Linked DNA regions of Hordeum vulgare: all the other regions are linked to region 1. A link is a contact called in public Hi-C data. All regions are on one chromosome and are shown on one strand. Each heading gives the region's core, a stretch centred on a gene start, on an enhancer-like site or on the middle of the called end of the contact. The rest is flanking DNA. Distances are from core to core; before and after follow the strand shown. Region 1 holds the start of LOC123408285. Region 2 holds the start of LOC123427556 (IQ domain-containing protein IQM1-like). Region 3 holds the start of LOC123427513 (60S ribosomal protein L11-like).

The links. A called contact is a pair of places that touch in the nucleus more often than the background predicts.
Region 2: a contact with region 1 is called in a Hi-C map of leaf, with 3 times the contacts expected there. The contact joins the promoter of LOC123427556 here to the promoter of LOC123408285 in region 1. A contact is called at or near these places in 3 of 6 Hi-C or Micro-C datasets (leaf and seedling).
Region 3: a Hi-C map of seedling shows a contact between it and region 1, with 7 times the contacts expected there. The contact joins the promoter of LOC123427513 here to the promoter of LOC123408285 in region 1. A contact is called at or near these places in 3 of 6 Hi-C or Micro-C datasets (leaf and seedling) and 1 of 1 datasets of contacts at active chromatin or transcription factors (embryo).

Annotation. Positions count from the first base shown.
Region 1 is chr1H:150,962,219-150,965,621 of MorexV3_pseudomolecules_assembly, reverse strand. It overlaps LOC123408285, which reads right to left and starts at 1,283. Exons shown (of 3, transcript XM_045101428.1): 1 at 1,176-1,283; 2 at 232-1,075; 3 at 1-122. The coding sequence starts at 971.
Region 2 is chr1H:151,400,884-151,404,431 of MorexV3_pseudomolecules_assembly, reverse strand. LOC123427556 (IQ domain-containing protein IQM1-like) reads left to right here and starts at 1,534. Exons shown (of 10, transcript XM_045111638.1): 1 at 1,534-1,654; 2 at 2,100-2,500; 3 at 2,592-2,706; 4 at 2,804-2,869; 5 at 2,994-3,082; 6 at 3,198-3,285; 7 at 3,392-3,529. The coding sequence starts at 2,184. All of the region lies in intron 17 of LOC123427522 (diacylglycerol O-acyltransferase 1-1-like), which reads right to left.
Region 3 is chr1H:150,503,281-150,506,560 of MorexV3_pseudomolecules_assembly, reverse strand. It overlaps LOC123427513 (60S ribosomal protein L11-like), which reads left to right and starts at 1,982. Exons shown (of 5, transcript XM_045111585.1): 1 at 1,982-2,088; 2 at 2,172-2,279; 3 at 2,517-2,559; 4 at 2,656-2,851. The coding sequence starts at 2,086.

The DNA.
Region 1 (3,403 bases), core at 34-2,533:
AGTCACATCCGCGGCACGCGCAGCTTGGCCACCATATCGACGGACAAGAGCACCAACCAGCCTCCGCCGCCGCGCCAGTTTCCGCCACCGATGCCTCCGTCTCCTCCAACGCGGGCGGAAGACTGCAATTGAAGCCAACATTCGCAGGTCAGGACGACGAGGGACACAGAAAGACCGCGCACGTAATGCAAACCATGTGAGGTAATGCATGCCGAGAAGACGGGCGTGTACCTGCGCGTGCCGGCGACGCCATCGGCGGTGGCGAACCTGACGGACTTCTTGTTCATGCTTGTGCCACTGCCGCACCCCGCGCAGTCATCCCTCACGCACAAACTCCCGCCGGAGTTTCCTGTCGACATCTCTGGCACGGCCGGCAGCCTCGCGGCGGATGAGAGGCGGTGGAACACCCCAGAGGCGTCGTAGTAGAGGTCGCCGACACCGTAAAGCGGGCCGATCTCGCCGGAGTTTTCCAGCTGGATGCTGAAAAGCGAGTCGTTCGAGGTGGCGCTCCATTGGGCGGGGCACGTGGACTGCGTGCGGAACATCGATGAAGGGAGCCTCTTCGTGTCGTACCCAGCGGGCTGCCCCTGCACCATCATCGTCTGGACTGCCGGCGGCAGCGTTGCTGGCATTGACTCGGCGCAAGAGGAAGAACGGTCGTGGTCCGCCGCCGCCTCGACCTGGTACAAGCTCGCGTAGGAGGACGTGGAGGACAAGGAGGACTGCCGGTCAAGGTCGGGCAGGGGAATGCTCTCGAACGAGGAACTGCTGGATAGAGGTGGGGACGACGACGAAGCGGACGACGACCGCAGCGATTCGGCCGGCGTCCAGAAGGAGTCGGAGTGGGAAAGCTTGCGGTCGTGAGTGGCCTCGACGCTGCCGGGGCTGCAGGAGTATGAGGGCAGCCTCATCGGTGCGGGTGCGGGTGCGGGTGCGCGCGCAGAACCGCCGTCCTGGTCCATGACCGCCATGGCTGCGTCACGCGAGGTCGTGATCCTGACTCGCGATGATTAATCGGCTCGTGGAGTCCGTTCTGGATTAACGATGCAGAAGGCGGCGTCGCGACGCCGCAGATCTACACGTACGAGAGAGAAGCAAATCAAATCTCCTCATTTGGAAGGGAGAACAGAAGAAATCAAATCGAAATTGAGAGAACAAATCTCCACACATCCTACCTGCTGTGAAGAGCTAAATGGGCACATATGGGATTGATTGGTCGGAACTCGGCGGTGAGAGGCCGCCAAGGAAAATTCAAGAAATGGAGCTCCGACAAGAGACAACAATAGCCGGCCTCGCTTTTATATGCATGGGAGTTGGGATGGATCAACGGGGAAGAGGACAGACCGTCTATCGCAGGGAAATTTAGGTGCTGCCGTTGGCTGGGAGGCCAACCTACTTTTGGCATGGAAAAAGTGACGTAACAAAACTTGCGATCGACATATATATTCCGGGCATACTCACATATGGGTTTCTCCCGAATAAGATGGTTTTTGTGGTCTACTCTATTTGGAAATCCGGGAATGACGAGTTGTTTCAGAGAAAGGAAAACTCAGCCCTGTTGGTTTTCTGTGCAGCGAAAGCTATTACTAATTGTTTATCAAAGAAAATGAGGATGCATGACCAATTTTTTTTTAATCAAGAGCTTTATATAGATCACCCAGAAGGATTACAATCCTTCATTACACAATCCGTAAGGAAGGATGAAAATAGTTTATCCAAAGACAAACATCTTCTAGAGGTACTACAAAGTTTAGCGCACACATGTACAAGTTCATTTCCTTCTCACAACAGCTCCAAACGCGTGACCGAAACAGACGTGTGCTTTGTCCGTCTTTTATCCGTTTGGATTGACGTGTACGTCCTCTTTTTTAAATGGATCGGCCGCGCGTTTAACGGACGGGTCCAATAAGAGAATTCGAGATTAGGGGGTCCTTGGGCTGTTTATCTATTTTTATGGGACGGACTCATGGGTCGCCCTATAATTGTCATGACTTGGTATATGCTCCAAGGCAAGATGGTAATGATCATGTTTTTTCCTTGGTGTAACCGGTATTGTGTAATCCTATTATCCCTGGTATCTATATAAACGAGATGGCCTTAGCTCATAGGACATGTTAATATCATTACTCATAGGGTTTTAGACCACAATATACGATCTCGAGGTAGATCAACTCTATACTCGATACTCCATCATCAATATAAACAAGAGCAGGTTTTACCTCCATCAAGAGGGCCCAACTATACACCACATTTCGGCTCCACCTACTTCACAAATCGTCCCACCTAGAGTACGGGGGACGAGGCAGTAAACTTCCTAGATAGAAATGGGCTTCACAGCCCACAAACATCTCGCAAAGGGCAACGAAGCCCGAGATATGAAGTATGGATGCACGGGTAAGGTAGTGGAGTTGAATCCCGTAAAATTCTTATAAACCCCTTAAAAAGGGTGAATGGGAAAACCCAAGCGTTGTACGAGGAAGAGAACGAAACATACCCTCTCTTCCTTGCGGGGAGTAGGGAATTTCTCCGCGAAGGCTTCACCGTTTGCGGAAGTCAATCAAGAATGGGAAGGTGCCAGATCTGAGGAAGGAAGATATCCCTGCACCTCTAGGTCACGCAAACAAAGACAAGATACACAACAACTTGCCCGGTCGCCTAGAAGAGAGTCATGAGGGCGTGAGGAGGAGCTTGGAGTGCTCGCCATGTCTCTGTGCTTTCCGATGTTCTTCTCGCCGTTTGGGGAAACAAGGTGTGTTGCTTGAAGCACACTTGGCTTGTTTAATAAGTGGTTTTCCCACTCATGCATGAAGGGACTTTTTGAAAAGATTATTGAAACCGCCTACCTCCTATTGGTGCACAGGAATCAAGGGGTGCCATAAACCCTGCCGCGGAATGGTCAATTTTGTGGGCCATGCAACGCTTCAACAATCGAGAATAGACCGCAAGCCGAACTGGAGTCTGTCGAACATAGGGAAGAGGGGAACTCGCCCCGCAAGTCGAAGACTTTGGACGTGTGAAGATGCTAGATCAAAACCGCGGCATTGGAGACCAGTTCGGGGGCTACCGAGGGAGTCCGGGACTAAGGGGTCCTTGGGCTGCTTACCTATTTGTATGGGCCGGAGTCATGGGTTGTCATATAATTGTCATTGGAGCCCGAATTACAAGACGATGTTGTATCCGGAACGGACTCCTCCGAAGACTTAGTGTATGCTCCAAGGCAAGATGGTAATCCACATGTTTTCTCCTTGGTGTAACCGACATTGTGTAACCCTAGTACTCCTGGTATCTATATAAACCAGAAGGCTTTAGCCCGTAAGACAGGTTAAGATCATTCCAGATAGTGTTTTAGATCGCCATATACGATCTCGAGGTAGATCAACTCTGTACTCGATACTCTATCATA
Region 2 (3,548 bases), core at 285-2,784, 440 kb before region 1:
AAACATGTAACCGGTATTTTTTGTGTTAAATTATCATACTGCCACATGCTTTAACCTTCTCGTACTGTAGTTATCAATCTTATCATGGTATAGTTATTATGTTACTCATACTATATTTATCACGTTCGTCATGCCAAAGTTATCAAGCCAATCTTTATTATTTTTTCTGATATGAAAGAAATAAAAAAAAGGTTCAAATAACATTGCTTATCTACAATAGATATCAAAAGGTGGCTTAGTTGGTTATTAGGTTCAATAATTATTGCATGTTATGCAGCGAAAAACCAGAAAAATCCACTAGCGATTCACTACGGTTTTTGAGAGAAGGAAAAAAATCAGTGCAAGCGAGCATGGGATGAGAGCAATCATGTAGGAACGAGTTGTGCGGATTTGTCCCTAACTTCCGGTCGACTGGAAGTTAGCCAATAATAAAATATGAAAATTCATTTCATGATGAATCTAAGAATCCAATTTGATATTATGGATACTGAGATATTTCAACAAAAATGTAAGCAAATTTAAAGAGGTTCGACTTTTCAAAAAATCAATACACCTTACATTTTAAAATAGATTGAGTACAAAAATTATAGGAATCCAAAAAACATCAACATCGCAGCAAAGTGCGTCCAACCCTTTTAGAAATTCATTATTCACAAACTGGACCGAAGCCATCTTAATGTTTAATATATCCCTTTTTCGTTGGACATGTAAGCATAAGTAAGCATAAGGATCCTAATTTATATCCAGCGGTTAATACATGGGCCTTTTCCATAAGAAAGCCTAACACATTTATAAACAGGCATCCCTATTTTCATATACATACAATCTTCTCATGACATGGGTTACAAGCTAAGTTGTCAAGGTTCCGTAGGGCTAAGAAGACCTATGAATGCTTGAAGGATGATCGTGCCATAGAATGTGTCATTTTTGTCAAGGTATAAGTTTCACATTTTGTTAAAATATCCTACAAAACTACATGTAAAATATACAAATAAGAATTTACCTTTAGAAACACAAATGAAAAAAAACGAAACTACTCTGCACATGACAGTGCACGTACGAAATTTGTACGATGCGTACTATGAATGGTGCTGATTTACAAAATGATGCGACCGAATCGATGATTTGATCCATCCTTCAAAAATCCGAAGGAAAGCTATCTTACCTAGTACTATAGCACTGCTCATAAGAAACATAGTTTGGACAACGTAGGGCCTTCAGGAAGGAAGACATAACGCCCCCCTCCCCCCAACCACACACAGACGACCAAGACCAACCCAATAAAAAGGATGACCGCTCAGGACCTGTCTGGAGAAGAGACGTATGGCAGGGTGTAAACTGAAAGAACGTCCAGCGAGTTGAAAGCCAGCAGCCTCTTGTGCATACTTCAGCAGTGACCGAAGTCTTAGCTTGCTTGGGCAACAAAATTGCCCAGCCATGAACCCTCGAATACAAAACTGACGTCTCTGGGGCCAGTCCAAGGTTTCGGTACATATATATAAGAGGGAGCGTAAGCTCCCCTGAGGTACGGTGCACATCGACATTCGACGGATTACCACATATAAGATTTCTCTCCCACCCCTCGACGCCTTCCGCGATTCCTGTCGCCTCCGGGGAAGACTCCAGTTCTTGGGTTGCTGCGCCGAGACCACAGGTGAGGATCATGGAGTTCTTGCTTTGATTGCTTAGAAGTTGACCCGGTCCTCTTCTTGGTTCGTGTTCTTGCTGGGGACTGGAATCGGTCCAACATGAGGTTCCGTGGCAGGATTATTTATTTTGACTGTGAGTTCTATAGGTGTTTTGCCACTTGAAGTCTAGTTGGTTTTGTTCTAAAGATGGATTCAAGAGCTCAAGTATTGGTCTCAGTTCGTTTAGGTCACGAATGCACTTATGAACTCATCTTGTTGTTGCTGTGGAGATCCTGAAAGTCTGGGGTCATTTCAGCCGGCTGGTAGCTGGTTGTTGTTAGTGCTTTATTCTTGTCTGACCGTTGACCATGTCACAAGAGCAGATTTGTTCTTTTCAGTTCTCTTCCAAGTTGCTCAAAATCACCGTTTCACATGAAACTAATTCAGATTCTCCCAATTTTTGAGGAGAAGGTTCAGTTTATTGGATTGTACCGTCGCGCGCGGTCTGAAGTTGTTGGCACGGAGATCTCCAGTCCGAGGACACACAAAACCGACATGGTGAACAAAATCCCCTCTCCTCGGGATGAACGGAACAAGAAACATCTCTTCTCCAAGGCCACACTGGTGCGCTCTGTGAGCTTCAAACAGTGGCAAGGAGGAGAGAAATCCACAGGTTCAGTTCAGAATAAGAGCAAACAGAGCCTGATAAATGGCATCCAAGACCGACGCAACTCTGACGCATCGAGCCCCAATGTATCGTCCAGCCCCAAATGTGAGCTTGATGCTGCAGCCGTCAAACTTCAAAAGGTTTACAAGAGTTACCGGACCAGGCGAAACCTCGCCGACTGCGCAGTCGTCGTAGAGGAGCTATGGTATGTATCAGTTTCTTCGGTCCTTGACCTTGAGCACTGGGACAGCTAGTTAACATTCAGAAAGTTATAGAAGTTTTGATTCTTATCGCAGGTGGAAAGCACTGGACTTTGCATCACTGAAGCACAGCTCGATATCGTTCTTCAACGGCGGAAAGCCCGAAACGGCGGCGTCGCGGTGGGCGAGGGCAAGGACAAGAGCCGCTAAGGTGACTAACATTCATTGATTCATCAAACCGTCTACCTGGTGCCTTGTATTTTGATCAAACTTGCAGTTGAATGACGCGATCTTTTTCGTTGGTTTAGGTTGGCAAGGGGTTATCTAAGAATGGGAAGGCTCAGAAGCTGGCATTGCAGCACTGGCTCGAAGCTGTAAGTCACATGCTACTTAAACTCTAGCACTAAACTAAGATCAGTAGGTAGTGTCCTACTGTCCACTGAGATTGTTGCAGATTGTTTATTACTACTAATGTTGCCATTTTATGCCTTCGGACAGATTGACCCAAGGCATCGATATGGGCACAATTTGCATATCTATTATGATGTCTGGTCCAGGAGTGAGAGTACGGAGCCCTTTTTCTATTGGTAAGTAAGCTGAGCTTAATATACAGTACCTACTGTCTAGGCTTTAAATTCGCGCAAATTTGGGAACCTAGTACTAGAACAATATAATATGCTAACTGTTTAACATGGTCAACAGGTTAGACATTGGGGAGGGCAAAGAAATAAATCTTGAGAATTGCCCTAGGACTAAACTTCAGGGGCAGTGCGTCAAGTACCTTGGACCAGTACGTACCGCATCAATCTAAGTGATATCAAGAGATACTGTAATTCACAATGTTGAATAATTGAGAATACCATCTGATCCTCTTTTTCTCACCTTCTCAATAACAGCAAGAGAGGCAACACTATGAAGTCGCTATTGAGGGTGGCAAACTTATCTTCAAACAAACTGGGGTTCTTGTGCAGACTTCGGATGACTCCAAGTGGATTTTTGTCCTCAGCACCACAAAGGCATTCTATGTTGGCCAGGTAAATGCTCTTTTTCTCT
Region 3 (3,280 bases), core at 733-3,232, 460 kb after region 1:
TTATGAAGAGCATGTCATTTTTGTTTTTTAAAGATCTTGGCATTTTTTGTATCTGTAGGATGGTGAATATATATTGAATGGCATGCCAATTCTAATTTGAGAACCACTGCAATCTTTTTGCATGATTTTCTTGATGAAGAAACTACATAGCATGGAATTTTTTATGATGGCATTTTTGTGATCAAGAGCATGCAATTTTATTGTTAAGAACGTGGCATTCTTTTTATCTTTTAGCGAGCTAAATTTATTTTTATTGGCATGACATTCTTAATTCTGAATCACATCATTTTTATTTTGTGTGACTTTTGGTTTTAGACAAATAAAACACATAACATGTCAATTTAAATATTTTGTATCATGACATTTTTTTCTTTTTAATGTCACACCATGCACGTGAAGGGGTGTTGCATTTAGAGTTTTAGACCACTTTAAGTCATGGTACCTCAACATTTTTATTGAAGATCATCCCCCAACATGATTTACTCCACCATTCTTTAAATATTACATATATTGAAGTTTAACCTAAATCCTTGTGTGCTATGAAAATCATTCAAAGAAACACATTTGTGAAGGATATCCTTGCAGCTCACGTAGCTGCAAATGTTCCGAATACATAAAGTAAAGTTTACCTCATTATTATTTTTATATAAAGTCTCGTTGCAACGCTCGGGCATTTGCCTAGTGTGCTTCAACAAGTATGCTACACTAGCTATCTTTGTGTTTCATCTTGTTGTCCTTCTCCTTCATGCTCTTCCTCATGCCCCCTCTAATTTGTGAAAATCATTACAGAACGACCCATACATCGCAACACATGCAGTCATATAGTTATGACTATCATGTATGCACCTTGAATATTATATGTGTATATACATTAATTTAAAGCATGTAAATTAATAAACTACCAACACTCATATTGTCAGTTACCGCAATATGACATGATCTCATATGGAATGACATATTTCCTGCTTGCCTCAACTTGACCATGTTTACAACCCTAGCATGACCCTAGACACGCATCTTTGTTGCTTAGCACCTAAGCGTGCATAAAACTGCCTTTTATCACAGAGATCTTAATAAGAAGAACTTGCAAGAGGATGTCGTGAGGGAACTTTGACTTTCTTGCAATGTTAATTTGGTGGAGCCTCTAGGAACAACAAAATGCCCTAGTTTCACTAACACACAACTGCAAATAATGAGTGTACGTTGGTGAATCAAGTTCTTGATGAGTACAGACTATCGAAAAACACTTGAGTGAAGGAGATCAAAGCTACTATGAGTGGTCACCAGTGATTGTATAACATCGAGTTTTAGCCCTATCGTATCACTCGCAATACAATTTAATTCTCTTATAAAAATGATACGTTTATGATGTATTTTTTTTGATATTTTAGCTAGAAGGTACATACCGGACATGACATGGAGGAAAGTCGAAATTCAATCTAGACTTCTATGGAAAGCTAGGGTCTGTTAAACCCCTTATCGGTTAACTTCTTTGTCAACCCAATCAAACCCGGAGAGAAAGCAAAACCGATAACAAAACTCAAGAAGTTGACTCTGTCCGACACACATAAGACGATTATCGTAGACCATGGCCTATAAAAATAGTGAAAAGATTGTTGCCCAAAGGGATAAAGTTGCATTTTTGTAGAGGTCCGACATTGTATTTGGAGTAAAACTCTCATGTTCTAGATTTATCTTTTGAAGAGAAACATTGCTCTAAGTTTTTTTTTTTGTAAGAAACTCTAAAATGTATTTTTTTCAGGGGCCTCTAGAATGTAGATTGGTTGGATTGAATATGGCCGGGAGTCCGGTCCAGCTAGCCATCCGGCTGGGCCGGAGAACCTCAACAGCCCAGCTAGTAAGAAAGCACAAGCCGAGCTGAATATCCTAGCCGTCCATCCATTGATCGGACCACTCCAAGCCCCCCACGCCATTCCGCGAAATCGTCGCTCGGCAACCTCCAGCGCCCCCCCTATATAAGACCCGGGAGATTTCTAGGGTTTCCGCCGCCGCAGCCACACCCAGAACCAAAACCCTCCCATCGTCCGCTTCCTCTCCACCGGCGGCCTCCCCGGTCAGATCATCATGGTGAGCTCTCCTACTCCTGCCGCGATGCCAACGCTCGCCATTTCTTGCGTGTCCCTTTGTTCTTACGCGTTTGTCCCTCGCAGTCGACTGAAAAGAAACAGTTGAACACCATGCGGGAGATCAAGGTGCAGAAGCTCGTCCTCAACATCTCCGTCGGCGAGAGCGGCGATCGCCTCACTCGCGCTGCCAAGGTATCATAGATCCCCGACCCATCAATCCCGTCACGCAACACGGTCTCCTCGACAAAAGAACAATTAAAATCCTTCGCTGTATCTGATATTGTTTCAGTGCGTATGGTCATAGATCTACAATTTCGCAATCCACTCCAAATGAAATTTATCCCGAAGTGCTCTACGTTGTTCATCTTATGTGTGCTTGCACATTTTTTTTTGAGACGCGAGTCTAATTTATACGAATTTACTCATCAGGTGTTGGAGCAGCTGAGCGGGCAGTCGCCAGTTTTCTCCAAGGGTAAGATATTGTCCACGATCTAAAGTTTGCTCGACAATTCTTGTCTGGTTTCAACACCCAGGGGTGCTTATGGTCATGGCGGTTTTATCTTTGCAGCGAGGTACACTGTCAGGTCTTTCGGCATTCGTCGTAATGAGAAGATTGCCTGCTATGTGACAATCAGGGGTGAGAAGGCAATGCAGCTTCTCGAGAGTGGGCTGAAGGTGAAGGAGTACGAGCTCCTGAGGAGGAACTTCAGTGACACTGGTTGCTTTGGGTTTGGTATTCAGGAGCACATTGATCTTGGCATGAAGTAAGATAATCTTCCTGTACTTAGTTCTGGCTGCATTTTATATATGCGAATTATATAGGTAGGACTATAATTTTGGTTCACTTATATCACTTTATTGTAAGCTGTGATATTTTCAACATAAAGTTTCTTGTCTGATGTATTCTTCTATTAAAAATCGTTGTGGAGTTATCACAGGGGTTTCCTTATGTGCATGTTGTAGTAATCTTAACGGAAAATGGTTAACTTTTATCATCAGAAGGATTTTGCCATGCACATGCTTGTAAAGTTTGAAATGCATAATCATGATAAATACTTTTAGTATGTTTTTCTATTGCTGCACTTTATATTTGTTTGTTCTTGGAAGTTCCTTGAGTAGGTGTTGCTCCAGTCTGAAATTATTTTGCTGTGATGGATCCAGTTGTTCCCAATGTGTTTCTGAGTTGAAAATTT